2 separate regions of the Oryza sativa genome follow, and region 1 is linked to region 2. Evidence: chromatin contacts called from public ChIA-PET data. All regions are on one chromosome and are shown on one strand. The core of a region is the stretch at or near the end of the contact, and the rest is flanking DNA. Distances in the headings are between cores, read along the strand shown.

What was found. ChIA-PET counts read pairs in DNA pulled down with a chosen protein or histone mark.
Region 1: a contact with region 2 is called in an H3K9ac ChIA-PET map of seedling, with 6 times the contacts expected there. The contact joins the promoter of LOC9268686 here to the promoter of LOC4343271 in region 2. A contact is called at or near these places in 6 of 15 Hi-C or Micro-C datasets (leaf, leaf mesophyll, panicle and 1 more) and 3 of 4 datasets of contacts at active chromatin or transcription factors (leaf and seedling).

The regions. Positions count from the first base shown.
Region 1 is chr7:18,533,568-18,536,508 of ASM3414082v1, reverse strand. LOC9268686 (pentatricopeptide repeat-containing protein At1g03560, mitochondrial) reads right to left here and starts at 1,524. Exons shown (of 1, transcript XM_015789484.3): 1 at 1-1,524. The coding sequence starts at 1,512.
Region 2 is chr7:18,481,541-18,484,597 of ASM3414082v1, reverse strand. It overlaps LOC4343271 (COP9 signalosome complex subunit 7), which reads left to right and starts at 1,364. Exons shown (of 9, transcript XM_015789349.3): 1 at 1,364-1,611; 2 at 1,744-1,819; 3 at 2,417-2,505. The coding sequence starts at 1,441. LOC107281688 (a long non-coding RNA gene) reads left to right here. Exons shown (of 4, transcript XR_001547449.3): 4 at 1-715.

The sequences.
Region 1 (2,941 bases), core at 275-2,774, 52 kb before region 2:
TGTTTGATCACAGCCATCATCTTCCATCCGTTTATACAAGGCACATGCATCATCCATTCTTCCTGATTTGGCTAATCCATCAATCAGCACATTGTAGCAGTATGAATCAGGCACAAAACCTTTAGCAATCATCTCCTCAAATAGCTCCTTTGATTGGTCGACCATTCCAGCTTTTCCAAAACCATCTATCAAACTTGTATAGAAGATGGCATTCACTGCAATCCCCTTCTCTTGACAACTTCTGAAGCATGCAACTGCCTCATCTAGTTTACCAAAGCGGCACAAGCAGTTAACGATCACTCCATATGTGACTGAGTCGAGCTTAAGCCCACTATCTTTCATCCTCTCAAAGAGTGCCATTGCCTCCTTCTCTCTTCCAAATTTACCCATCGAGTCAATGAGTGCAGTGTATATAGCTGCATTGGCTGCGCAACCTCGCTTCAGCATCCTTTCAAACACAGCCATTCCCTCGAATGGCTTCCCATCCTTGCAGAGTGCTCCAATCACCAAAACATAAGCATGTTGTGGTATGTCGTTCCCCATTCCCCTCTCCTCCATTTCTTGGAACAAACCAATGCACACCGGAAACGTGCCTTCACTGTAATGGCACTGCATCAGTGTAAGGTACGTCACCTTGTCCGGTGTGAGCTTCGCCTGTTCCTGCATCTCGCTGAGCCGCGCCATCGCATCATGCGCCCTCCCGGCGCGGCAGTACCCCTTGATGAGAATGTTGTAGGAGACCACGTCAGGACGCACTTGATCCTCCGTGGACATTGCGTCGAACACGTTGACGGCGGTATCAAGAAGGCCAGCGTTAACGAGGCCGTCGAGAAGGCAGTTGTAGATCAGCCTGGAAGGCTCGACGCCTGCGAGGCGCATGGCCTTCCACGCCCACAGGAGCTCCTCGGCGAGGCCGAGAGCCGCGAGGCTGCGGATCAGAGACGCCGAAGACGACGGCGTGAGGTGCCGCAAGGCGGTGTCCCCGTGCGCGCGCAGCTCGGCGACGAGCTGCCGCGCGTGCGCCGCCGCGGCGGCGGCGTCGGGGGTGGCCTCCCTGGAGGAGGAGGAGGAGGAGTGGGCGAAGGAGCGGAGCAGCGAGACGTAGCAGCTCACGAGATGGTGCGGGTGGGAGAGGAGGTCGGCGGCGACGGCGCTGGGGAGGGAGCGGTAGAAGTGGAGCGAGGGGAGCGGGTTGGGGAGGAGGTGCGGCGAGCGGAGCGCGGCGGCGACGAAGGCCGGGGAGAGGCGGAGGAGGAAGGTCGCGCAGAAGGCACGGAGGTCGGCGGCGAGCGTGGCGGGAGGGGAGCGGAGGATGAGGGAGACGACGCGGGCGAGCCACGGCGACGGGGTGGGGGACGAGGAGGCGGAGGAGGCGGCGTACGGGCGGGGGTCCGAGAGGTCGGTGTACGGCTCGATCCACTCCGGCGGCGGGAGCGGCGGCTGGTGGGGGTGGCCGCCGTGGGAAGCGGCGGCCACTCGCCGGCAGAGCGGAACGTGACAGAATCGCCGCATTGGGGCGTGCGTGATAGGCAATTAGGAACCGGAGGAATATGTTAGAGCATCTCCAACAGTTCTCCGTCAAACTCTACAAGTTAAATTTTAACAACTTCAGCACAAAATAGCAGTCCAACAGACTCTCTACTCAAATGGCCAAGTTAAATGCCTGCCCAAACTCCTCCCCCCAAATTTAGCCATCCAATCAGAATAGCCAAATGTGGGCCCCACCATCTCTCTCCTCTCTCACCCGGAGAAAATTGACATTGTGCCATCCTCAAAAAGTGGGTTTCGCCCAAATGCCATGCTGGAAGTGGGCTTCGTTAAAATGCCACTTTCAACACATGGTTACACGCTAAAATACTATCTCGGACCAAATTACCCTCCTCTCATCTTCTTCCTCCCTCCATCACCATCAGCTCTCGCCGGCGGCCACCATCTGCCTTCGCGCGAGCTCTCCTCCATGGAGAACCACAGGCCACAGGCCCTGCGGGGACCCCTCCCATGGCTCCCCTCCCCGTGCCCCCTCCCATCCGCCACCATCCCAGCCCCGCCCTCCGCGAGCCCCCGCACCCGTCCCGGCCACCGCCGCCGTCGCCTGCACCTCCGATGACCACCGCGCCGCCCCTTCGCCATGGCCATGCCCACCAACGACTCCGCCGTGCGGGTGCGCCTCCGCCGCCTGGAAGAACGGGAGTGGCTAGGACGGCGGGTTGGCATGAAAGACAGAGACCGCCGACGTCGGCGTCGGTGGCGCGGATGGCGTGGAGCGTGACCACGGGGTCGTCGGTTGGGGACGGTCGAGGCGGGGAGGAAGTGGTGCGGAGATGGAGGCGGACGAGGCGGGGGTTGTCGGGGAGGAAGGGGAGCGGAGGTAGAGGCGGATGAGGTGGGCGTGGCAGAGGCGAGCCGGCTCGGCATCCCTTGTCAGAGGTGGAAGAAGGTAGTAACAGGGGTATTTTTGTCCGTTCGGGCATTATAGCGTGTAGTCTTCGATTGAAAATGGCATTTTAATAAAGCCCACTCCCAGCGTGGCATTTGGACGAAACCCACTTTTGAGAATGGCACAATGTCAATTTTCTCCCGCCCCCAAGCCGCCGCCCCCAGACCGCCGCCGCGCCGGCCGCCGTCGCCCCCAGGCCGCCGCCGCCGCCCTCTGCGCCGCCTCCGCCGCGCGCCGTCCCACCGCCGCTCGCCGCTACGGGAGGCTTAGACGGCGCCTGCCCCGTCGCGCAGCCGTCGCCCTCCGCCCACCCCGTCGTTCGCCGCAGCCGCGGCCTTCGCTCGCTGCAGCCGTCGCGCAGCCTCCGCCCGGCCCGCCGCAGCCCGGCGCCTCCGCTCGTCGCAACCGCGGCATTCGCTCGCCGTGGCCGTCGCCCCGCCTCCGCCCGCCCCGCCGTGGCCTTTGCTCGCCACAGCCGCCGGCCTTCGCTCGCCTTCGCCTGCC
Region 2 (3,057 bases), core at 115-2,614:
ATGGATGAAGAGGAAGAAACTACAAGTAAAGCCTTGGTGCCTCTAGCCGATAATGTGAAAACAACCTTGCTGGATATCTCAAAGTGGCTTGAAGGCTCCCTAGAAACTCTGGTGGTCAGTTGTGGATCAATCAGAGATAGATTCCTTGTAATCTACGACCAACTCCCAGATGAACTAGCCGATGTTATCACCCCAGCGGCATACCTCGAACAGCATCAGCTCAAGCTTGAAAAGGCTAAACAAAGGGTTGCTGATCGCCGTGAAAGAAAAGATCTTGAGGCCACCATCCAGGCTAGTAGGACTTCTATTAATGAAGAAAAGGCAAAACTTGATGAGTTGGAAGCTGGTCCAAGGTCCACTCAAGCCAACATAGATCGGCTGAATACTCGGAAGATAGAACTCCTAGCCGAATTGGAGCAGTGCAATGCACATATTGCTATTGAAGAACATAAACTTGCCGATCTGCCCAAAGCTACTGAGGATCAGAGATCATAGCTCAAATCTTCTGTCAAACATCTAGCTGATCTAATCAAGTCCCTGAAAGTAATTCTTGGATCTGATGCAGTCGATACCCAGATCATTGATGAGGTAGAACAGATTAGGCAACGAATTATATCGGCTATCCAAAAATATGTATGTGGATGAGCTAAACATGTAACATGTGAATGTATTTAGTTTGTTACCAAACATTGTTAATGCCTAGAGAATTTTGACAACAACATATTTAGTCTATCGCTCTATCCTATCAAAATTTAGTAATATTGTCAACTTGACAAAATTTTGGTATTGCTAAAATTTGAAAAATGTTTATTTTGGCAGTATAATACTCTCTCCATCTACTTTTGATAGTTATATTTTCAAATTTGAAAAATTTATTTTTGATAGGCATATTTCAATCCAACAACTTATCATCTTAATGACTTTCTCAGATTTAATGCATGACTCTCCATTCTTCCACACAAGATTGGTTGCATGGGCATCGAGAAATGTAAATATTAATGAATCGCTTGTTTACGAGAAATGACTAGTAGCATGTTTAAATGGATGATAAGTAGAATTATTTATCCTTGATCTGTGTGTCAAGATAAAATATGACTATCAAAAGCAGATGGAGGAGGAGTAATAAGAAGGCTAAAAAAAAATTGGTGTCTAAACGGGGAAGATGCATTCTTAATGGCAGCAATCCCCCACGTCGACACGCAGCCCAAGCGACCGTGGCCCTCCAGGCCCCGACTCCCGAGCACGAGTATGCGGCAACGAGCCGGACACCAGCACCACCCACCACCGTGGAGCCCAACCGAACCCGAAACCCACTCTCCCCACTACAATCCCACAAAACACAGAGAATATCACCGAGGCGAACGAAACCGAAAAGAAAGCGAAACCCCGATCCCCCAAACCCTAGCGCGTACTAGCCCCCCGGGCAAATCGCCGGCGGCGATGGCGATGGACGCGGAGCGGCGGCAGGCGGAGCTGATCGAGCAGTTCTCCGCGCAGGCGGCCGCCCTCTCCTCGTCGGCGCCGCAGCTGGCGGCGCTCGTGCTCGAGGCCACCTCCCACCCGGCCCTCTTCGCCTTCTCCGAGCTCCTCTCCCTCCCCGCCCTCTCCAAGGTATAAGGGACCCCCCGCCTCTCGCTCCGCCTGCGCCCCGCCGCGCCGCGCGTGTTTAGGGTTAGGGTTTTGGGGGTGGACCACCTCTCCTCCCCCCTCTGATTTCGATCTAATGTCAGTTCGTTGATGCAGCTCACTGGAACGCAGTATGCGTCGTCTCTGGACGTGCTCCGCCTCTTCGCCTATGGGACATTGAAGGACTACAAGAGTAAGATCACCCCCTCCCGTTGCGATTCGTACATTACATTGCCCTTATGTATGTGTTGTCATGCGTCATATGTGTATGCTTATTTGGTGCGTGAGTCTAGTGCATTGTCTTGTTGTTGTGTGTTAGGGGTACGCCCTATGAAATAGCCGCTTACCATGGACGCGATTGGCATGTGAGGGCCATAGCCCATATGTTTAATGGTTAACAATAGTGCTGATTTGTGTTAATGTTAATTCACACTTTTTTTTTGTGTTATATTGTTATAGGTTAATTTTTTGATGGGATTCACATACTAATTAATCATAATTCATCTTTGTCTTATGGTTTATATTCTGCAACAATATGTGGATAGAATTATCACATTTCTGTGCTTGAAATCATAATTTGAGCTGTGACAATCAATTTGCCTTTTCACCCACCAATATGATCAGTGTGTGTCAGGCTGTGGTTGCTAGAATTTTGTTGTTTCCTCTCTCATCGGCATGTCATTAAAACGGTCTGCAGTTTGTGGTATTCTCTGTTTATAGTAATATCAGATAAGTGCAGAACATGAACATTTACTGTTTCATTAATTGTTTTTAATTTTCATACATGTAGGTAATTCTGGCAATCTCCCTGCATTGTTACCTGATCAAGTCCGGAAGCTGAAGCAACTCAGCGTGCTAACTTTGGCTGAGTCAACCAAGGTGCAAATTTAGGCTGATACTGTCTAATATGCTATGCATTTTTTTTTTTGCTTATCCTGTGTACATAAAGTTACTAAGGGAGCGTTTAGATCCTTGGCAATGGGGATTTTAGCCTTGCATAGCAAGGGGAGTTATCATTTGGTAGTAAAAGAAAACAAATCTAACTTTCTCTGTCAATCTAGCTTAACAATTGTCAGAAAAAACTTGCTGTCAAAGGAGAGAAAAAATGGCCCCATCTTCATCGACAAGCATGTGAGCATGAACTGTTGATGGCACCAAATATCGTGCCTCGCTGCCTTGCTTATGTGGGCCATAGATGAAATGAGCAGGTTTATGCCAGGCTGAGCAAAGATAATTTAAGATCCAAATGTATCCTCACAGTTGTTTCATCAAATAATAGCTGGTCTGCATGTTTATTATCTAGGTTTTTCATTCTTCTTTCTTTACGTATGATGGGAAATAGTTCTATGCAGTTATATGTGTTAAGTGATAGTGATTCTCTGAACAGATAACAACCAATGCCAGAAACAAGCTTCTTCCATCCTATTATGT